2 separate regions of the Anas platyrhynchos genome follow, and region 1 is linked to region 2. Evidence: chromatin contacts called from public Hi-C data. All regions are on one chromosome and are shown on one strand. The core of a region is the stretch at or near the end of the contact, and the rest is flanking DNA. Distances in the headings are between cores, read along the strand shown.

Evidence for each region. A called contact is a pair of places that touch in the nucleus more often than the background predicts.
Region 1: a contact with region 2 is called in a Hi-C map of liver, with 2.5 times the contacts expected there. The contact joins two enhancer-like sites. A contact is called at or near these places in 3 of 8 Hi-C or Micro-C datasets (F1 follicle, liver and subcutaneous adipose tissue).

What each region holds. Positions count from the first base shown.
Region 1 is chr3:75,035,558-75,038,948 of IASCAAS_PekinDuck_T2T, forward strand. All of the region lies in intron 5 of POPDC1 (popeye domain cAMP effector 1), which reads left to right. Among named protein-coding and RNA genes, the nearest start is that of POPDC1, 34 kb to the left of the region's middle. Within about 2 kb of position 1,889, at least 2 of the 8 cell types and tissues checked have an H3K27ac peak or open chromatin away from gene starts, as enhancers often do.
Region 2 is chr3:74,893,368-74,897,157 of IASCAAS_PekinDuck_T2T, forward strand. All of the region lies in intron 6 of PREP (prolyl endopeptidase), which reads left to right. Among named protein-coding and RNA genes, the nearest start is that of PREP, 16 kb to the left of the region's middle. Within about 2 kb of position 2,339, at least 1 of the 8 cell types and tissues checked has an H3K27ac peak or open chromatin away from gene starts, as enhancers often do.

The DNA.
Region 1 (3,391 bases), core at 639-3,138, 140 kb after region 2:
AGTTGCATACTCCAGATCTCAACCAGATCCAGGGAACAAAAGTGGGGAGCTTGAAGAAACAGTCTTCCCTATGAAAACTTTCTAGCTGCTCTTTCTGCTGGGACTAGAATTACTACAGGAAGAGCATTCTTAAAACAAATGTCAGTTCTGTTGACTTTAAGAATGAATGACTACATCTTGACATTCTCTATAATCCTGGACAGAGAACAAATTAAAATCTTGAAACCACCACCACTGATGCCTTTACTAAATCTCTCTTTCCCTCAATCTTATTCAATATTAAACTGCTTTCTAAAGACAGAAATGTTCAGGCAACAAAAATGTTAAAATGTAGGAGGAATATCAAATACTTGTAACTGGGAAGTGCTCTACACAGGCATCAGCTGCGTTCTTATGTAGTCTCTGTCACATACTGACACTGAAATATTACATAGTTCAGGACATAAGCACTTCCAGAAATGAAAGGCCTCTGAGAGGAAGCAGATTACACTTGAGTCTAACAATTAAGAGCACTTTCAAAGAGTACAAATAATGTGTTGTGGCTTCTACTTCTGAGACAATAAGTTTACCTTATGAAAGAGGAATGAAGAACTGGAGTCATCTTGTCTCGCTTTGACAGAGTCATAGAATGGCTCAGGTTGGAAGGGACGTCAAAGATCATCTAATTCCAACCCTCCTGCCATAGGCAGGGATGCCACACACTAGACCAGGTTGCTCAGGGCCTCATCCAACCTGGCCTTGAACACCTCCAGGGATGGGGCATCCACAACCTCTCTGGGCAACCTGTGTCATATGCAAACTTGCTGAGGGTACACTCAAGCCTACTGTCTATGTTGTTGATAAGGATATTAAACAGTACCAGTCCCAGGGTTATACATCTAGTTTAAGCTAGTTTATCCGGTGTCATTCAAGCCACCTACCTAATACCTGTTGAAGGTGTGATATTGCCATCCGTCTCCAGTGACTAGAGAACGAGCATGCACAACCATTGCTAACTACTAACCTACCTTTATATACTCACAATTAAGTGAGATGCATTTCATTGCTGCTTTCTAGCAGTATGAGGAAAAAAAATTCACTTCATGCTAATTTAAATTGTACCACAAAGGAGAACTGGAGTCCAGAGTCTGGTTTTTGAAATATTTTTATTCCTGCCACTGTAAGAGTGGTCTGTGTCCTCAGCATCTCTGAAAACTAGGCTCTAAATTCTTAGTAAATTGTGTGAATTTAAATAGCGGAAAATATATGGAAGCAGGGTAGTATCCCAAGCAATGTATAAATTGCCTTTTTACAGGCTATGAACAGCAAGATTACTGGAAGAAATGATGCCTGGTAGTCACATATGTCTTTTTAGCTCTCATACAGATTCTGCTTACTATGAACTTTCAGGCTCTTTTTTTTAGTGTTTTTCTATAAAAAGCTAGAGGATGCAAAAAAAAAAAAAAGAAGAAGTTAGATTTTAAATTAGATTTTCTGTCTGCATCTATTATATTGCCCATCACAAAATCAATTTTATTTAGTCATGCTCACAAATCACATTTTTAAGGAAATAAAAGAATGGAAGATAATTACAAGTTAGCCATATTACAAAATGAATAATTGATATTTTCAGTTAAATATTTATTTTATTAAACATGGCATGCTAAGTAACAGTGAATTTCTTTTCTGACCAAAAGATTATTTCTGCAGTTTTGACTCCTTGGAGCTTTACAGATTTGGCTTTTCCAGTCTGAGTGGAAGCTGAAAGAGTCTAATCAGTGTCTCTACAGAGCTCTGACTCGGAGCTTTGGCAGGATCCCAAAATATTTCAACCATTGCTGAACAAAACATTACACCTACCCATATGGCTCATTTGGAATATGACCCACAAGCATGACTGGAGAAGGAGTCAACTGTGCTTGCAGAGGGTGAATAATCTGTTACAAGGAGGGCTATCTGAAGTGTATCTACAGTGTCCAACCTGATCGGTCTTTAGGAAAGTAGTTGCGGATGTTTTCTTTCCTAAGTATTAAACACACAAGGGAGATCATGAAATCTGAATTATGTGCTAGTTAAGGGAGTGAATTAGCACTCTAGGGCCAAGTTATCTCCTCATGTCTTTATTGTTTTGAATTCAGGAGTCTTGGGAGCTACCTGTATGTTTATCAGGGAAAGGAATTTCTCTCTCTTTGACTTGCAGTGCTCGTGGATAGAAAGAGGTACAAGTTAAATTGGTATGGGACCTAAAAATGAGTGAGTTCCTGGAGAAGCTATGGACCAAACAAATTGCCCAACTTCACATGTATATGGAACATATTTTGAAATCAAACAATTCAGGGCAATCCCCAACACAAGAGACATAGACGTAGTGGAGGGAGCCCAACAAAGGGCCACGATCATGAAGGGACCAGAGCATCTCTCCTATGAGGAGAGGCTGAGAGAGCTGGGACTGTTCAGCCTGGAGAAGAAGAAGTTCAAGTGGGATCGTGTCAATGTGTATAAATACCTAAAGGGAGGTTGCAAACATGCAAAGATGACAATGCCAGGCTCTTTTCAGTGGTGCCCAGTGATGGAACAACACGCAATAGGCACATACTGAAACCTGAACATAAGGAAACACTTTTTACTGTGCAGATGATGGAGCACTGGCACAGGTTGCCCAGAAAGGTGGTGGGGTCTCCATCCTTGGCAATGTTCGGAATCTGTCTGCACAAGATACTGGGCAATGTTACTCTTCGTGGCCCTGCTTGAGCAGAGGCTTGGACACGATGACCTCCAGAGGTCCCTTCCAAGCTCAATTATTCTGTGACTTTATTGATCATCTTGTCTGAACATTTGTATTCCAGCCCTCCTCTTCTCAGTCCTGTGGCAGAGATGGTATTATAGGAGAAGGGAGACATGTAACAAAATCCCGCCAAAGCAATGTAATAGAATGATCCATTTAAATGTTTTGAGGAGACAGTAAGTCACAGTTGATGGAGGTGTATGTATGGACAGATCAAAAAAGTTAAACAAAAATAAAATATTTTAATATTGTTGTGGGTGGCAAATGTACACAAAGTTAACAGTAAGTTCAGCTATGTATAAGCAAAAGAAAGTTCTCAGGAGCTCTCAGAAGAATTTTTTGTATTAAGCCCTTGGAAATAGGTATTGGTGTCTGTTTTTCAAGGCCACATAGAAATCTCTGAAGTTTATAAACTTGCTTCCACTTTCCATATTTTGAGGATGTTTGGGTGAAAAGTGAAGACTGCAGGTTTGGGATGCTCTTGTTGAGCTTTTATAGAAAAATAAAGGCTGCAAAGACCATCCTGAAAGGTTATGAAATTATAATGTCAAGGTCACATAAGCAGCCTTATCTCTTCCTGTGCAGAAATTTAATAAGTAGCTATATCCTGTTTCTCTGGGATTAACC
Region 2 (3,790 bases), core at 1,089-3,588:
TGAAGCATACCTTTGCCATCTGACCTGAAAATCAGTATAAACTTGCAAATAGGGCTTTGAAACTTTTTTTACTGTTCAAAAGTTAGTTCTGTTGAGTTAAACTAGCAATAGCGTGGAATTTAGAAATCCTTATCCTTATTTTTCCCTAGTTCCATAAATAAATGGGTTTCTTTCTGTTGGTGACAGATGTCTTGTAGTGATGTATCCACTGATTCACACAAGTGATACATCAAGTGATTATTATTGTTTTGCGGTGTCTGTGAGTGAAACTACATGTGTGGTTGTGATGCAAATTCCTTTTCCTTGGGGGATTGGTATTGCAGTCTTGATTCATGAGCATATCCTGCTTTGTAGGGTGGCGAAAGTTTGCAGACTTGCATATAATTTCCATGTCATTTAATCATTTAATGCTGTATTCTGTATTAGGTGTAGAGGTACTCTTCTTATTGGAAAGGTCTTGTTTAGCAAAGCCATCTTGGAGATAATAGCACAGTAATAGAGCCTTTTCTTAACTGAGTTGAAGAAACAGTGCTGGAGCATTTCAAGATCAGAAATACAGAACAGAATGTTAGGAGGACCAAGGAAGAGAACTCATTGCACGGTTCTTACAGGGGGTAGCAAAAAGTTTTCCAGGCCAGAGTGTAGAGAAGTAGCCATCCTACATCTTCTGGCTCTTCTGTTGTGAGCAAAAACCGTGAGGCAAGCTTCAACATAAAAAGTGTCTTTTTCTCTGATACCAAATGCTTGGGTAGTATTTGTGATAAATGAAAATATATACCCCACACACTTTTGAGCATTTAATATAAGGGATAGGAAGAGTGTACTGGTAGTAGTAGTTCTTGCTATAGAACATGAGAGTAATAGAATCTATTGCAGGTGCTAGTTCTGAAATCACCGGGATTGAAACATCTCCCTGAATATTGGGATAAAGGGGAAGGTGGTGAATAGAGAACACACATCACTATTGTGCATTCTTGTTTAATAAATGAACGTGGCTGCTTATAACTTCTCCTAATCTGTAGGAGGCATAATCTTCTGGAGATACTGATATTTAAGAAGAAATGCTATTTTAAGGTGTGGCAAAGCAGAGATCTGCCTCAGTAAATAACCATGAGCTTATCTGAGTGGTGGTACTAAATAAAACAGCTGATTTTCTAGGGTGTGCTGTGAGCTCTAGCTGTTAAATGTGGCTCTGTTTTCCTGATATTAATGAAAGATGGTTTTTAATGGTCAGGAGAAAACAAATATTCTGCAATTAAAGTATACCACTGTGACTGCAAAATGTGGTTTCATCTTTGTGGAATAGGTCAAAAATCTCCTTTTCAGACCATCCAAACAAGTTTTCTGGTCAATTTTTTGAAAGCATGTCCTTGAGAAAGTGGAAGACCACAAAATAATAGGGAAAAATTAAAAGTAGCCTTAGTAAAAATCAAATGATACAGCTTATTGGCACTACCCTAAATATAAATATTCTTACCTGGTACTAATATGCTGCCAGAGATTTTAGAATACAGCTTTGCACAGCTCAGTATTTTATGAAAGTCTGCTTACTTGCATTCTTGTCAGATTAAAATAAAAACATTTGTTTATTACAGGGCCTTGCTGGCCAAATAGGCAGAGACAGTTGGATTCTCTTCTGTTGTACACAAGCTCCAGGGAAGACGGTTGGATTATGGCGTGGGTGATTTAAGTATCAACGCACACAACCTTTCTTTATATCAGGGATGGAACTTGAAGTTTTGTACTTAAGTTTTGAGCAAAAATTGCAGGTGTTGAAACCATAGGGTAGATGGAGAATAATACCTTACTTGCCAGCGAAAAGTACCTGACAAGGAGATCTTTCAGAGACTGCAAAAGCTCTAATGTTGCCATCATACTTGAAAAAAAATAAGTAATCTTGGGTACATTGTAGGGAGTTGGAGCGGTTTTAGCTTCAGTGGAGAGAAGAATCTAGGTGACTGATTAGGACAGAAGAGGGTTGAGTAAAACTTTGTCAGCTTATTGTATTTACAAGGCAACAGGTAAGAAAATACCTTCAGCATTTTAACTTGTTACTCATTCAACACCAGCATTAAGCATGCTTAATCTGGTGCTGGAACTGGTGTTGGGATAGAAAGACAGATGCATTTCCATCTCCGCACTTGAATGGATTGCTTTTGAGAAAAATCTGTTTATTGCTAATCATACTTCATATCTAGGTCAGTTTTGAAGAAGATGCTATCAAATCTTTTCGTTAGTTGAGAAAACACTTAACTTTTCTGGTACAGATTCTAGGATGGTAGAGGAGTTGGGAAGAAGCAGAGAGAGAGCTCGAGTAACATCCCAGTAGATGGCAGTCTGGTATGAAGATTTTTAAAACCTTTGCAATGTCATCGGTACTCTCTGAAAGCAGAGGAGCTTCCCAGGCTTCTATCTCTGTGGCGTGTTCTTGTTTCTTCTCCAGACTCGTGTATCATAACTGTCTTTCACAGCCAGACTGTTATTGTCAAAGTTAAACAGTAAATTATATAAGAGTCTTTCACAGTTGGTGGTGTTAAAAGTCACTGCTGTAGAGGCAGGAATGTAAGCAGGAGGGAAAGGAGAGGGCTGGGGAACCCTCCTGTCCTAATTCTGCCAGAAGTAAACAAGTACGGTTTGTTGTCTGACACACACTGCGTGCAATCCATAACCTGATGAAAATATATATATATATATATTTTTTTAAGGTTCAGAGCTGTCAGTTTACATCAGTGGTTCCCAGCCAGGGAGGTGAACTTGCAAATGAAATTCAGAGTGCAGAGGAACAACCTCGGCCAGACGTGTGCTGGCGAGGGCACGTTTTCACTGCAAGAATGTGAAAGTGCAGCATCCACAGGGGAAGAATGAACAGAAATAAACAGGGAAGGCTCAAAACATTGTCAGTTTGCTCAAGTGAAACAGCCAGGCAAACTTTCGGGCTGCAAACAGGGACGGTAATCTCTTACAGAGCCAAGTTCCTGATGCTGTGGGGCTTTCATTGCACTCAAAAGCAAGTTAATGACCACAGAAAAAAACAGTTTCAGTGTTAGTCTGTTACCTCAGAAGGCTGCTAATCTTACTCTGTGCTAGATTTAAGGAGAATGCCTGTAAATACCCATGTGCCTATTGCTTTGTTCCCTTTGGAACAAGGCTGTCTCATGTAGGAAATCGAAGGAATAGGGATATTGAGTTAATGCCCAAAGCAGTTTTTCTAGGCTAGGGAATGGATGGTGGGAGAGCACACTGATATGTTTACATATAATAAGGCTATGTGCTGCCTAGAGTATATCCAGACTCCTCCTGGGTGTAAAAAGTGGGATTCTGTTAGACCTGATCCTGAAATCAACCATTGCTGTGATCACCCGCTATCACTTCTTCTGAAATGTAGTTGATTAAACCAGTGTGATACAAATAGAAAACAAAACAAGCATTTGTAGTAGCTGCTGCAGTGCTGTGTTTTGGATTTAGGATGAGAATAATGCTGATAACACGGGGATGTTCCAGCTGGTACAGAGCAGTGCTCGCACAGAGCCAAGGCCTCTCCTGCTCTTGGTGCTGCCCGGCCAGCGAGGAGGCTGGGGGTGCCCCAGGAGCTGGGAGGGGACACGGCCAGGACAGCTGGCCCAGGCTGCCCAAAGGCATGTCCCACACCGTGTGGCACCGTGCTCAGTGACAGCAGCTGGGGGTGTCAGCCACTGATTGGGGATGGGATGAGCATCGGTCAGCAGGTAGTGAGCAATTCCATTGTGCATCGCTTGTCTTCTATATTCTTTTATTATTATTTATTATTATT